Regions from separate parts of the Sus scrofa genome. Here region 1 is linked to region 2. A link is a contact called in public HiChIP or PLAC-seq data. All regions are on one chromosome and are shown on one strand. The core of a region is the stretch at or near the end of the contact, and the rest is flanking DNA. Distances in the headings are between cores, read along the strand shown. Region 1 holds the start of RPL39 (60S ribosomal protein L39). Region 2 holds the start of CXHXorf56 (UPF0428 protein CXorf56 homolog).

What was found. HiChIP or PLAC-seq counts read pairs in DNA pulled down with a chosen protein or histone mark.
Region 1: a contact with region 2 is called in an H3K27ac HiChIP or PLAC-seq map of alveolar macrophages. The contact joins the promoter of RPL39 here to the promoter of CXHXorf56 in region 2. A contact is called at or near these places in 1 of 47 Hi-C or Micro-C datasets (heart right ventricle) and 1 of 2 datasets of contacts at active chromatin or transcription factors (alveolar macrophages).

What each region holds. Positions count from the first base shown.
Region 1 is chrX:98,180,067-98,182,897 of Sscrofa11.1, reverse strand. It overlaps RPL39 (60S ribosomal protein L39), which reads left to right and starts at 1,459. Exons shown (of 3, transcript XM_005673863.3): 1 at 1,459-1,607. The coding sequence starts at 1,605. It overlaps LOC110257656 (a long non-coding RNA gene), which reads right to left and starts at 1,468. Exons shown (of 2, transcript XR_002340568.1): 1 at 1,383-1,468; 2 at 1-970.
Region 2 is chrX:97,984,922-97,988,043 of Sscrofa11.1, reverse strand. CXHXorf56 (UPF0428 protein CXorf56 homolog) reads left to right here and starts at 1,763. Exons shown (of 7, transcript XM_001927356.4): 1 at 1,763-1,944. The coding sequence starts at 1,821. All of the region lies in intron 1 of UBE2A (ubiquitin-conjugating enzyme E2 A), which reads right to left.

The DNA of each region.
Region 1 (2,831 bases), core at 210-2,709, 200 kb before region 2:
TATCAAATTACTTTCTAAACTTTTTTTGGGGGGGGGGACTGTGTCGGTGGCATATGGAAGTTCCCAGGCCAGGGAAGGAATCTGTGCCACAGTAATGATGATGCCAGATACTTAACTGCTAGGCTACCTGGGAACTCCGCTCAAAATAAATATTTTCTAAGGGAGTCCCATTATGGCTCACTGGTAACAAACCCGACCAGCATCTATGAGGACAAGGGTTCAATACCTGGCCTCTCTCAGTGGGTTAAGGATTCAGCATTGCTGTAAGCTGCCGTGCAGGTTGTAGACGCAGCTCAGATCTCGTGTTGCAGGCTGGCAACTGCAACTCTAATTCAACCCCCAGCCTGGGAAGTTCCATATGCCATGGGTTTGGCCCAAAAAAGGCCAAAAAAAAAAAAGACAATTTTTTTTCTAAAAGAAATGTATGCTGTAGCAACATAGAGGATTAACACAGTTCTGTGTTGTAGATCTAAAAGCTACTGTAATTTCAAATTAGTGACTAGTGTATGTATATATGATATTTTAAGACACCTGTATCAACTGCAGTGTGATATAAAACCATCTGATTTGTTGACCAGGTAGTTTGTTGCCTACATTTGTAAATAAAGCGCTACATTTCAGAGTTTGATGAAAACGAAGTTGTGACTTTTTTAAATCCAAGTTCGTGTACTCTGTGAATTCTTTTTTTAACTCTGAATTTTATTATGTTTATAGTTGTACAACGATACACTATGAATTCTAAGCATTGACCCTTGTGGACCCCAAGTTAAAAACCCTTACCTTAACCTGTTGGTGCAAAAAATCTTGAAGTGACAAAGATACACAGAGGTCTCTGCTTTTAAATGCGGAGAAGAGGAGTTCCCGTTGTGGTCAAAGGTAGGTTACAAAGTCAGTCTGGATTTCCTAGCAGTCAAGGAAACGGCTCCGTCCAGAACTTACTTCATTTAAAGCCTTAATTGGTAATACAGTGCTGTATGTGAATTACATCTCAATTAAACTGGGAGGAAAAAAAATCCTTGATTGGCAACCTCTTGCATTGGCTAAAACCCAATGGCTGTCCATAGTTATACGGCCCACCTGGCCAGCCCCCCCCCCCCCCGATAATTCCTCCTTTTCCTCCAACACCCCGGTACCTTCACGCCACCCCCGCCGCTACCCACGGCCACCCCCCCGCCCTTCGGCGCGCTCCCTCCCAACGCAGGACCGAAGTCCCTTGCGCGCGGGCGTGACGTCTGCCCCGCTTCCCTTGGAAATAGCCCTGCCCACTCCGCTCCTCGGCCCTTCGGAAGGGTTTCTGTCACGGCGTTTACCATAGACTGTCTGCCTCACCCATGACACAAAGTCCCTTGGCACACTAACAGGCTCCTGCGGAACCTACTTACGGAAGTGAAGCAAAACGGCTTCCATTTCGCACGAACGAGCGCAGTTTCCCACGGCCCCAGGGGAGCACGCTCAGGGAGGGGCCTCCAGGGGGCGGTGGTCGCGCACGGCGTCACCTCCCTAAGCCCCGCCCCCTACGGCGCCTTCTAAACGCGTCCTTCCGTCTGCTTCCTTCTCTCTGCTCTTCTCCGCCGTCCTGTGTGCGGTTGAATTAGTTCCTCGCCATGGTAAGTCCATCCGTTGCCATCGGCTCCGGGGTAGCTTCAGGAGACCTGAGGTCTCTGCGAGCTCGCTGGCGCTGCGGGTTGCGTCGAGGTGCGGGACCGTTTTTAAAGCTTTTCCTATGTGAGATCGAGTTTGGCCACCGCTTCAGTCCGCGGGCTCCAGTCCGCGGGCCTAGCGGGAAGCGAGCGAGCGTGCGAGATGGGGAGGGGCCGGCTGCGCTGGCGCCGCGTGGTCCGAGGGGGCGCTCTCTGCTTTTGGCTGCTGCTCAGGCGGACAAGGATTCCTGTTTTTCCTACACCGAACTGTCTTTGTGGGACAAGGAGGGCATTGTAGAAATCGCGGCTCGACCTCGGGCTGGCTGCGACGCGGGGGACGTTCCGAGCCTCGAAAAGGGCATGTGGGCTTTTGGTTCTCGAAGACTTTACTTGGGGGCCAGGAGCCTGCCACGTTATGAGATTGACGACTTTTTTAGCCTTTTGTTCAGGGACTTGAGTGTCCTCCCCGTGGAAGCGCCTGGAGCCGGGGGTGGTGTGGTCTGAATCTATATGCTGTTCGGGCGCTCTTCGTAAAATGCTAGTGGCAGATGGTCACTGGGTTTTTCTCTTGATAGTTTTCTGAAAAAATGAGACTGTTTATAAGCTTTTAGGTATGGAGAGGATCGATATCTGGTGCTTTATGTTTTTATTAACAAATTTTACAGCTACTGCAGTGAGCTGGGGGGGAGGGGTGTAGTCTTTTCTTTATAACGACCCCTATTATTATGCAAAAGTGTGTTGGGCCACTCGGGCCAGACTTTAGACCAGCACTCAGTGCCATTTTTCCGGATTGTCCTGCAAACTGGGAGAGAGGTGGTTGGGGTTGGGCTTAGATGACCCGGGTTTTTCATGAAAGCCAAAAAATGCAGTGGGAGATTGGGAAAGTCATTCTTAGAATAGTGGCGTTTTACATAGTTAGAATTAATATCCCAAATGCCAGTGGGTTAGAGCAGATCTCCCACATGTCAGGGTGCACTGAGACTGACTTTCAAGTGATTGTGAAAACCGCGTGCTCTAGCCCTAGCCTTGGAGCAGAGATGACCTGGATTTGAATACTAGCTCTGCACATTAATATATTCCGCTTTGGGGCAGCTTACCGACCTCCCTGACTACTGATTATTATTTAAGCAATGGGAATTATGCTATCTACCTTTGGAGAAGTAAGGAACAAAGCAAAGGGCCTGATGGGTT
Region 2 (3,122 bases), core at 514-3,013:
AACACTACACTTCTTCCAGCCAACCTGTCAATTTTCTGGTCACCAGTTCCTGCTTTCTTTCTCTGTCTAAAAAACCACTATTTTGGTGTCATCATCTGAAGTTATCCAATGTAAAATATCCTTGTTCTGCATTGCCCGAGGTTCCTGTCCTCCACAAAGAGCACTCTGGGAGAGTCTCTGGGTTGGAGAAGGAGGGGTGGAGGATGTTGCCTATAATTGTGGCAAATGAGATCATTGAGATGCTTCTATTTGCAAATCACTTACATGATTAGGGTCTAGTATCTAAAATATATAATGATGCGGCTCGGATCCCGCGTTGCTGTGGCTCTGGCATAGGCTGGCAGCTACAGCTCCGATTAGACCCCTAGCCTGGGAACCTCCCATGTGCTGCAGGAGCGGCCCAAGAAATGGCAAAAAGACAAAAATAAAATAAAAAAATAAAATATATAATGAACTCTCACAATTAAATAATATAATAAAAAATAACAATTAAAAATGGGGAAAGGATTAAAACAGACATTTGTCCAAAGAAGATATATAAATGACCAATAAACATATGTAACGCTGTTCAGTATCATTAGTCATCAGGAAAATGCAAACCAAAATCACAATGAGATACCACCTCACACTCACCAGGATGGCCATAATAAAAAAAGATAAAGATAATTACTGGTGAGGACATGAAGAAATCAAAACCCCACATACATGGCTGGAGGTAAATGTAAAATGTAAGGTAATAAACCTGCTTTGGAAAACACAGCAATTCCTCAAAAAGTTCAAAACAAAACAAAACAAAAAAATGCATTTTTAAATTAAAAATGTTAGTTATCAAATTTTACTCTCAAGTATATACCCAAGAAAACATATGAGCTCACAAAACATAAAAACATAGGAACATATATTCTCATGAAAACTTGTACCCCAGTGTTCATAGTAGCACTAGTCATTATATCCAAAAAGTGGAAATAACCCAATTGTCCACCAACTGATGAATGAATAAACAAAATGTGGTAGATCCACACAGCAGAATACTATTCAGCCATCAAAAGAAATGAAGTTCCTTTCTACTGATTCATTATTTTTACTGAGTTATGGTACAACATGGATGAACCTTGAAAACATAAGTGAAAGAAACCACAGATTGTATGATTTCACTTGTATAAAATTTCCAGAAGTAAAACCATAGAGACAGAACGTAGATTAGTGGTTGCCAGGGGCAGGGGAAAAGGTGGGGAGAGTGACTGTTGATGGATATGGGATTTCTTTGGGGGATGATGAAAATGCTAGGTAGTAGGATGGTCGCAAAACTTCATGAATACACTAAACTCCACTGAATTATACACTTTAAAATGGTGAACTATATGTTATGGTGAATTAGATCTCAAAATTTTAAAAGATGCCTTTACTTCAATAGGTGCTCATCCTGAATACAGCTATTAAAATAAAAATCATATTTAGAGGCACACCTACGATCTGTATTATGCATATCACCGTGTAAATGTAGTCCTTTGCAAAGAATATCTAGTTATACATATAACTAGACACGTATACGTGTATAGAAATATAAATGAATACTTTAAACGATTAAGGGTGACCCAAGTAAAGCAGTCCCAGGGAACTTATGCCAAGGAAAACGAGATTCTGAGAGACTCAGAGCGTCCCCCGTCCTTCTTAAACTAATGGGACTGCCCAGAAGTTCACATGACTACCACTGACACATGACCAGCCTTAACCAAAGGAAAAGCCGCGACGCACGCCTGACGTCATTTCTGGGCGACCCTTATTTTTGGCTTTGCGTTTTCCGGCTGCTCTTCTGAGCCATGCCTAAGGTAGTGTCCCGGTCAGTAGTTTGCTCCGACACCCGGGACCGGGAGGAATATGACGACGGCGAGAAGCCCCTCCACGTCTACTACTGTTTGTGCGGCCAGATGGTCCTGGTGTTGGGTGAGTAGTCGGGAACCGGGGGCGTCTGGAAGGGCGAACTTCCAGAGGAAATTCTGTGATCTGGGAGCCGCGTCTTTTTGTAGATTTCCCTGTCCATCAAAATCCTCCGTACACATCCCCGCCCAATTCCAGGACAGCTTTTCTGTTTAACCTTATGATTCTGTATCCAGACCTCCCTCAAAACTAAATTCCTTCTTCAGCAAAAATATGCTTTCTTTACTTCCATTCTGCTTTTAGGAACTTTGTAACCTTTCTGCCGAATGCAAGGATGTTGTAATAACTCTTAAGTGAAAATAAAATCCTCCCTTGATCCTACATTCTCCTCCAGTTATAACCTCATTCTTTTGCTTCTTTTATAGCAAAACTTCTAAAAAGAATTGCCTGTGTGAGCTGTCTGCATTCTCACTTCCCATTCCTTCTTGCCCTCACTTCAGGCAGGCTTTCCTTCTCACCTCACCATCTAAACCATATTTGTCAAAGTTTCTAACTGAACGTGTTACCAGTTCCACTGATCAATTATCAATGCTCATTTTAATCCCCCTCACAGTGGCATTTGACTAAGATGATCACACCGTCCTTCTTGAAACACTTCCATTTGCATCCAAGACTCCATACCCCCCTGATTTTCCTCCTACCTCGATTTTGCTCCTTCTCAGCATCTGGCTCCTTTTTCTGTCTCAGACTTTTAGGCTTTGCAGGGTTCTACGGCTCAGTCCTCTCACCTGTTCTGTATCTGTACTCACTCCTTGGGCGATCTCAGCCATCCACAAGCTTTAACTACCATCTATATGCTGATGACTCCCAAAAGTTCCTCTTTAACCTGCACTTGTCCAACTCCACCTGCCTATTTAGCATCTCCTTGTGGATGTCTAATAGGCCTCCCAAAGAACCAAGTTCAGAATTAACTTTATGTTTCCCTACTTTCTGCTCTCCACTGTCCCTCTCAGACTTCCTTATCACAGTCGGTGGTACCGCTATTCACCCAGTATCACAAAATCATTCTTGGTTTCTCCATCGAGTCCATCAACACATTCTGCGAGTGCTTCCTTGCAAATCTATCCAGAATCTGACTACTTACCACCTCCATTTTACCACTCTAGTCCAAGCTACCACCATCCCGCACCTGAATTGCCACAATAGTCTCTTGCTCTCCACTCTTTGTCCCAGAGCCCCATTCC